Linked DNA regions of Mus musculus: region 2 is linked to region 1. A link is a contact called in public HiChIP or PLAC-seq data. All regions are on one chromosome and are shown on one strand. The core of a region is the stretch at or near the end of the contact, and the rest is flanking DNA. Distances in the headings are between cores, read along the strand shown. Region 1 has its middle 36 kb from the start of Gm33098. Region 2 overlaps Galnt18 (polypeptide N-acetylgalactosaminyltransferase 18).

The links. HiChIP or PLAC-seq counts read pairs in DNA pulled down with a chosen protein or histone mark.
Region 2: an H3K27ac HiChIP or PLAC-seq map of VIP interneurons shows a contact between it and region 1, with 5 times the contacts expected there. The contact joins two enhancer-like sites. A contact is called at or near these places in 2 of 115 datasets of contacts at active chromatin or transcription factors (VIP interneurons and differentiating embryonic stem cells) and 1 of 9 other capture datasets (embryonic stem cells).

The regions. Positions count from the first base shown.
Region 1 is chr7:111,172,316-111,176,670 of GRCm38.p6, reverse strand. No RefSeq gene overlaps it. Among named protein-coding and RNA genes, the nearest start is that of Gm33098, 36 kb to the left of the region's middle. Within about 2 kb of position 2,085, at least 15 of the 459 cell types and tissues checked have an H3K27ac peak or open chromatin away from gene starts, as enhancers often do. A contact at or near this core is called in VIP interneurons, where this site is marked.
Region 2 is chr7:111,734,237-111,738,591 of GRCm38.p6, reverse strand. The region is part of intron 1 of Galnt18 (polypeptide N-acetylgalactosaminyltransferase 18); the gene reads left to right. Among named protein-coding and RNA genes, the nearest start is that of Galnt18, 44 kb to the left of the region's middle. Within about 2 kb of position 2,026, at least 14 of the 459 cell types and tissues checked have an H3K27ac peak or open chromatin away from gene starts, as enhancers often do. A contact at or near this core is called in VIP interneurons, where this site is marked.

The DNA of each region.
Region 1 (4,355 bases), core at 836-3,335:
CCCAAAATCCTACTTAAAAGGAGCATGGCCACCATGTGCCAATAACCCCAGGGTTGCAGCAAAAAGGCAGGGGTATGCAGAGACCAGAAGATTCTCTGGAGTTTTCAGGCCTAGCTCAAGACTCAATGAGAGACCTTGCCTCAAAAATAATGAAGCAGAGAGTGACAAAAAGAGACACCTGGCCTCTTCCTCTGATCTCATGCATACAAAGACATTGTCCTCCAACCTCCACACTCAAATGCAATCGCACCTGAAAATATGTGCACGTGCACTTGATATGCACTTGTGAATGTGAAAACACACACACACGCAGCCGCTCTGGGGAATCTTAGAAAGTCGGCAAACCCCCTGTGTTCATACACATGGATGGAAGCCAAAGAGATGACCAAGGCTATGTGGAAGCACATCGTGTTCCTGATGTAGCATAAGTCCAGACCCATACCCTCACTCTGCCACGGCTTCACCTAGGAAGAAAGCAAAGAGGAGAAATGAATGTTTGTCAAGCGAATGACTGATAACCAAGGGTAAAATTCAGTCACCACCCACAGCACTGCCAGTCCACTCTGAGCAGCTGAAATTCCCCAGATGGCGTCATTGACCTACCTCCTGCCTGACAGGGTTGAGCCTGGCTCCTGTCTCCACACTCTGGGGCTTTCTCGCAAAACATATTCTAGGAGTTCCTGGCATACAGGACTCACAATAAAATTCACCCAGTGGTTCGTCTTGCCTGAGTCAAATTTCACGGTCATGATGGCTCCCATAAAGTCCCTTGGCTGAGAGGACTCTTCCCCACAGAGCAGAAGCAAGCTTTGATGGATGAGGAAACTCCACCAAGCTGAGGACCAGAGGAGACCCAGAGGAAGTTCTCCCATCCCATAACTTCTAGGAATTCAGCCATAGCTTGTATCCTGAGAATCCAGCCAGCTATCTCACTGGCTCCGTGTGACCTCATCCTAGCCCTGACCTCACCTGATTCCTGTGCCTCACTCAGTCCTCCAAGCCTTTTGCTCATGACTTAGTGTCCACATGACCATAGGGTTAACGGTGGATACCAATCACTATAATGGCAGGCTCTGGAGCCCAGAATCCACAATTCTACCACCTCTAAAAACAGAGACATGTGAGCAGGGGATACAGCTTACTTAGTAAGATGCCTACTTGATGTGAAAAAAAAAAATCTGTATCCCTCAACACCACATACTCCAGAAGTCATGATGAGAATCTGTAATTCCAGTGTTTGGGGTAGTAGAAGCAAGAGGATCAGAAGTCCAACGCCCTAGAGAAAGCACCCAAGGAGCTGAAGGGTCTGCAACCCTATAGGGGGAACAACAATATGAACTAACCAGTATCCCGGAGCTCTTGACTCTAGCTGCATATGTATCAAAAGATGACCTAGTCGGCCATCATTGGGAAGAGAGGTCCCTTGGTCTTGCAAACTTTATATGCCTCAGTATGGGGGAACACCAGGGCCAAGAAGTGGGAGTGGGTGGGTAGGGGGTGGGGGGGCCTGGGGGACTTTTGGGGTAGCATTTGAAATGTAAATGAAGAAAATACCTAATTTTAAAAAGAAAAGAAAACAAAACAGAAAAAAAAAAAAAAAGAAGTCCAACGCCAGTGCTGACTGTATAGCAAGTTAAGGCCAGCCTGGGCTACATAAAACCTCCTTTCACAATACCCACACACGCATGATATGTGCCCTCCCTCCCACCACCTGGATTCTAAAGCATTGCAGCTGGTGACACACACAGTCCCAGACAAGCCTGTTTACTGATCACTCAGTATGTGCCAGGGACATAGCTGGACATTTTATAGGCGTTATCTGATTTCATTCCCTTGATAGTCAAATAAAGTAGACTTTATGACAGCCATTTTATATATATATGAGGAAACAGAAGCTCAAAGATCAAGTGACTGGGTTGAGATCACAAAAATAGTCAGAGGCTGAGCAAAATGACCCATCTGTGTCTGACTCCAGTGTCCAAGCCTGCAGCCTCTGCGCTCTGGAAGCCTGCAGCTCACGGCCATTCATTTCCGAGCTATAGCACTATGCACTGAGATTATCAGGCACACAGGATTGCAGACAGCTGGAACTGGTGCTAGCCTAGCAGCACGCATCCATCTGAGCATTCTTCCAGCAGACGCTGGCACCTGTGTGAGCCAGAACTGGAGCAGGTGCTGGGGACCAAAATAAGCAGTCTGAAGGTCCTGCCCTTGGCATGAGAATTGTACATGCGTGCATGAGCTTGTGTGTGTGTCTGTGTATGTGCATGTATGTATATGCAATGTATGTGTGTGCATTATGTGTAAGTATGCATGCATAGCTCTCTCTCCCTCTTTTTCTCTCTTTCTGTGTGTGTGTGTGTGTGTGTGTGTTTGTGTGTGTAAAGAGAAACCAGAGGTCAATTTCAGATGTCACTCCTCAGATGTCATACACTCTTTTTGTTTGTTTGTTTTAAGATTATTTACTTACGTGTGTGTGTGTCTGTGTGTGTGTGTGTCTGTCTGTGTGTGTGTGTGTGTGTCTGTGAACATGCATTTGGATGCCCCCAGGAAGCCAGAGAGGGCATCAGATTCTTTGGACCTGCAGTTACAAGTGGATGAGAACCACTTGGTGTGGGGGCAGGGAACAGAACTTGGGTCTAGAAGAGCAGGAAAGACGATTAACTGCTAAGCCATCTCTCTAGCACCCACTCTGTTTTTTGAGACAGAGGCTTTTACTGACCTGGAGCTCACCGAATGAGTTGGTTAACAAGCCCTAGCTCCTGCCCCTTTTCACTTTCCTAGCCCTGGGATTACAAGTGCCCCCCACCCCCAAATCTGGCCTTTCACACAGGTGCTGGGGATCGAACTCAGGCCCTCACCCTTGCACAGCAGGCACGTCACTGACTGAGCTATCTCTTCAACCCTAGCAAGAAGATCTCAAAGACATGCCAGAGCTTACTCTGGGTGTTTCTCAGCATGGGATCTGTGAAAGTTCACTCTTACAGAGGCCATCTTCGTGAGGGTTAGACTGAGCTAGCTCCTGGGACCTGGATTGTGCAAAGTCCAGAGCACAAGGCCAAGAGGTGCCACTGTGGTTCCCCTGCTAGACACTTAGCCCAGGGGAACTTTAAACAGTGGGGACAGTGCTCTGAAATCTGTCCTTTCCACCCGCTTGGACCTGCTGCTGGACATGCCTTCACGTGACCCACCAGAGGCAATATTTCTGAAGCCTTCCTTCACAATTCAAGTGGAAGTGTTTCATGCTTCTTTAATTCCTGGTTTTACCTGATAGAGGAAGTCTGGAAAGGCCTGAATGCAACTGCTAAGTGAACTAAATACCCGATAACAATTCCAAAGTCATTCCTGGGGTTTTGGTTTTTTCTCCTTAGAAAGCCAGTGGGGCTTCACAATTAGAACTGGCCCTGTGCTCCAGTCTCACGGCCTTCATGTCAGCATGCACACTTCAACTGACTGTTTAGTCAGCCTCCTATATCTGTGACTTAGGCATCTGTGGCATAAACCATGAGTCCTTGTTCCACAACCACAACATGGCAGAAGGACAAAGGGACCGAGGCATGTTCTTCAAGCTCCTATAGAGAGCCACTAAACCCATTCGTGAGGGCTCTGCCTCCTGATCCAATCACTTTCTAAAGGCCCCGATCCATAACACTGCCTATGCTTCCTGCAACAGTGGGAACACAGCCCAGGCCCAGTTATCTGTCACAATTCCTCTGCACCCAGCAATCTCATTTGCTTGCACTTTAAGGGTTCTCATTAAGGAGAAAGAGAGCCTTCCCGTTGGGACTGTTCATCCCTAGGGAAGCACCTGCAGGTGCTACCATTCAGAGACTCAGCCAAAACAAGCCTCAGGCAAATGACTTAAGTGTTTACCCACTGAAACCAAGTAGGCCATGCCAGCCCAGGAATACTAAATCCTGCAACTTCCAAAACAACCCAGTGGCGATGGCAATTGGAAAAAAAAAAACCTGCAGCTCACCCCGGATGCTTCCCGAGAGACTAAAGGTACCAAAGACTATTCCCAAAACTGGGCCCCAGTTCATGTCCTAAAGAATCCAGCTCATAACATCAGAAAAAGAATTTAGGGACCTGGAAGTATAGATCAATTGAGTGAGGGCTTGACTAGTACACCCAGAGCCCTGGGTTCGATCCCCAGTAGCACATACTTGGTGGTACATATCTGTGATCCTGGAAGCTGGGAAATCAGAAGATCAAGGGCATCCTCAATTACATAGCAAATCCCCCACCAATCTGAGAAACATAAGTCCTTGTCTGAAGCAAGAATCTAGGTTAACCTAGCCTCCATTAGGCATGCTCAGAGTTTGTCTTCTAGGTCATTTAGATCCCATCAAGTT
Region 2 (4,355 bases), core at 777-3,276, 560 kb before region 1:
AGAACGTGAGTGAGTTCAGTAGAAGAACAATAGAGGGAAGGGCTCCAAGCAGAGGGAACACCCCGAGCAGAGACCCATGAAAGCCTGGAGTATTCTGATGTGTCTTGGGATAGTTCTGTTAGGAAGAGACCTGGTTAGAGGATGAAGAGGGTAGCACTTTCCTCTGCACTGGTGACCAAGAGCAGTTGTGGGTATGCTGGTGCCTGCACAGAAGGCTTGTATCTGGGAACAGCCTAGAAAATCTGGTCCCTAAATGCTTGGGCCTCTCTGTGAAGTGGACAACGAGGCTGAGGCTACTCTGTTACATAGAAGCCTCTGCTATGCAGAGATAACTGTCTGTCTGCTGTCTGTCCTACCTTTAGCTCCTCTTCCTCTTCCTCTTTCTCTATCTCCGTCTCCCACTCTTCCTCTCCCTCTACCCCCCTCTCCTTCTCTTCCTCTCTCCCTTTCTTCCTCTCCCTTCCCCTCTCTCTTTTGCCTAAAGCTGCAAGATACAGAACTGCCCGTCATCTATAGACCCCTCTCTCTGGCTGTGCATTCAAACCCACAGGAAACCCTCTATGCTGAGGGCTGGCAAAATCTTTTGTTGAGTTGTCAGAGCCTGTGAAGACACTTCATAACTGAGACCTCCAAGTCACAACCCAGTTCACCATGGTGCAGACCTAGCCTGCTGAAACCACATCCTCTATGGTCCTGTCTCCCAATGTTCCAGGTTTTGTCCTCACTGGGACTGGGATAAATGTGGACCAGTTCTGGTAATCCAGGCTTACTGAATTGATTTGTCCAATCATTTATTGGCACGGCCTCTGAGCACGTAGGAATGAGCTTGGTGGTTTATTTAGAAAGGACATAGCATCAATTGATCTTAATCAGATGTACCTTCCTGCTGTCCTTCTGCCTGGGGCTCCGGGTGTCAGCTGCAGAGCCCTCATCTGTGTAGTTTCTGATTCTGCCCAGCGTCCATGGAGAATTCTGGCAGCCTCCCAAGTTGGAGGCCTGATGGGTGGGAGGTGGAGACCGATCCACCCTCAGCTTGGCTCGTGTGGGAAAGCTCTGCCCTGTCTGCTTAACTTATTGGGATTCACATAAGTATTTGTGACAGACATCACACGGCTCAACCCAATTTGGAAACTACTCTTTGAAAATTGCTTTTTATTATAGTTTTAAAGTTAGTGTGCATGTGGTGGATGAAGTGTTTGTGTTGGCGTGTGAGGAAGATGGATGCTTGTAGAGGTGGTGTGTGTGTGTGACTTGGATCTGCCTTTATCGCTCTCCACATTATTTTTGAGTCATGGTCTCTCACTGAACCTGGAGCCCACCGACTTGACTAGGCTGTCTGGCCAGTGAGCGCTAGGCGGTCACCTGTATTTGTTGCTCCAGATACGGTATGATTAAGGATTCAGCTTTTTATGTGTATAGTGGAAGTCAGAACTTAGAACCTCATGCTTACATAGCAAATGCTTTACTGGCTGATCTGCTATCCCTTCAGCCCTTGGAGAACACTCTTTGAGATGAGGGAGCTAAGACTGCTGACAGCTTGTCATCTGTAAACCTGGTCACATTTGGAGAAAAAGTGTCCTGGTTTGGCTATGCTGTGACTGTACCCTAAAGGTTTCCTGTGCTGGAGGTCAGGTTGTCAGGACAGCGGTTGAGGAGGTCCTTACTGCCTCCCGCCCCCTGCCCCATGCTTCTATATTCCTATCTGGCCATTTATCTTCTCTGTTTGCATGTATGCTGTCTCACGACCATGTGATAGGAGGAAGTACAGCCCAGGGTTCCTCACCAGAGCAGTATCATCCTTTTAGATTACATAGCCATCAAAACTGTGATCTTAGTAGTCTTCTTTAGAAGTGCCTCCCAACCCCACGTTTTCTGTTATGGTAACAAAAATGGACTAACACAGATAAATGGAGATAGCTGGCCCTCAACCAGCATTCACTGAAACCAGCTGTGAGCAGACCAGGGTGCCCAGCAGGAATGAATGCTTTCTCTGCCATCGTTGTCACTTGGCCAACAGTGTGCCCAGACTCCATCTTTTCCCTGCTGGCTTTGTGTCTGCCTACAGCCAGTTCCTAGTCAGCCCCACATATCTGCTGGGATGCTGCTGGCCAGGAAAGCCAGACTGCCATTCTGTGAGCACAGCTCCAGAAGTGGCCGTGTCTATTTCCTCCCTTCCTCCTCTTCCCTCTCCCTCCCATCCCCATTTCCTTCCTTCCTGCAATTGGAGGGCACACAATGTCCCTGTCCTTTTGGGTGGGCCACACCAAGCCTCAGGTTCTTTGCTACTGATACAGCCCCACAAAATTCTAAGCAGGTACAAAATATCACCAAGCGTTTGTAGGGAACAGTTGCTGGGAGGAAGCTCGTCTGGGCCTACAATTCTCTTTCTTTGCCCCACATGTAACCTGGTGAGAGCAGCAGGAATCCTGTAGGAAGGTGAGGGCCCAAGCTTCCTGTTGGTCTTACACATAGGAAGCCCATACCTGCTTGTAACATACAACACTGACACCCCCTCACCTCCTTACTCCAGGAGAGGCTCTGTTCCCAAGACACCTTGTTGCTTTTTGTCATCTTCCTTTTCTTTCTTTAAAAGCTTAGAATCTTGGTGAAAGAATGGATGAAAAGGAGCCTCTTCTTAATTGACTCAAGGCTAACACAGACACACACACACACACACACACACACACAGACACACACACACATATACCACATGCACACACAGACACACACACACATATACCACATGCACACACACACAGACACATACACACACACAGACACACACACAGACACAGACACACACACACACAGACACACAGACACACAGACACACACACAGACACACACACAGACACACACACACATACACACACAGACACACACACAGACACACACAGACACACAGACAAACACACACACACAAACACAGACACACACATACACACACACAGACACACACACAGACGCACAGACAAACACACACAGACACACGCACATACACACACAGACACACAGACAGACACACACACAGACACACAGACAAACACACACAGACACACACACATACACACACACAAACACACACACATATACCACATGCACACACACACACACAGACACACACAGACACACACAGACACACACAGACACACACACACACACACACACACACACACACTACCAGGTGCACTCAATCTGCAATTAGCTTTGTAATTAAAGTTTCTTCTCCCCACAGGAAAGCTGAACACTGGGTCAGTGTTCTCTCACTCAGAAGGAGAGTCTGGGGGGAGTGCTGGCATGGAAAAGGGTTAGTTAGCCTTTGGTGTAGAGTCTGAATTTTCTTCCTGTCTCCTCCTGGCCGGTAACTTGCAGATGCATCTTCCCTGGACCTTTGCACAATGGTGACTGCTGAGGTTTACTGGCCTGCCTTTCTCTTTGTTCCTCATTCCATAGTTAGGATGTTATCTGCCTCACAGTTCAGATACATTCTGGGGCATCACAGAGTCCTCCATCAGGATCCACCCATATACTTGCAGTCTCTGTCTTGCCCCCAGGCAGTGTTGACCAGAAAATCATTCCCTTGAGAGCCATTCAGAAGGTCCTTACTTTTGGGGACAATTTGAAGGGTTATAACAAAAGGTCATAGCCTGGTTTTGAGGCTTGGTTAGTCTTTCCAGGTTAGGTTATCTCTGGTCTTTGACCTTCTGTGTCTGTGAAATGCTACATTTTCTTTTCTAATTTTTTTCTTGCCCTCCAGGGTGTTTATGTACATGTGTGTGAATGTGCATATAGAGCTCAAAGGTCCATGCCAGGCTCTAGAGATAGCTCAGTGGTTAAGAGCACTTGATACTGTTCTAGGAGATCCAAGTTCAGTTCCCAGATACATGCTGTACAGCTTACAGCTCCCTACAACTCCAGCTTTAGGGGGCCTTATACCTTCTTCTGGCCTCTTGAGGCCTCTGCATGCACATGGTGCACATATATACACTCAAACACAAAAATAAATAAATAAATACATAATAAATCTTAAAAGAAAAGATTTACCATCATGAGAGCAAATAGGATGAGTGAGTTCTTGCCTCAAGCTGATAGTCCAGTTGGCAGTCAAGATAGTTTGACAACTTCTATAATCTGAGATTTGTTTTTGGTCTGCACCAAACACATTCTTTAATCTTTCTAATGGAGGTCCAAGGGTTCTTCTTGGTAGTTTGGAATACTGATGTCTTTCAGATGGTCACTGTGAGATGCAGAGGAATGCCACACTTTCAGAGTGCTTGGTATGACACAAGAATGTCGCTGCACCTTGGCGGGTGTTTACTGGGCTCCTTCCCTCTCCTACCCACTATCCTCTCTTC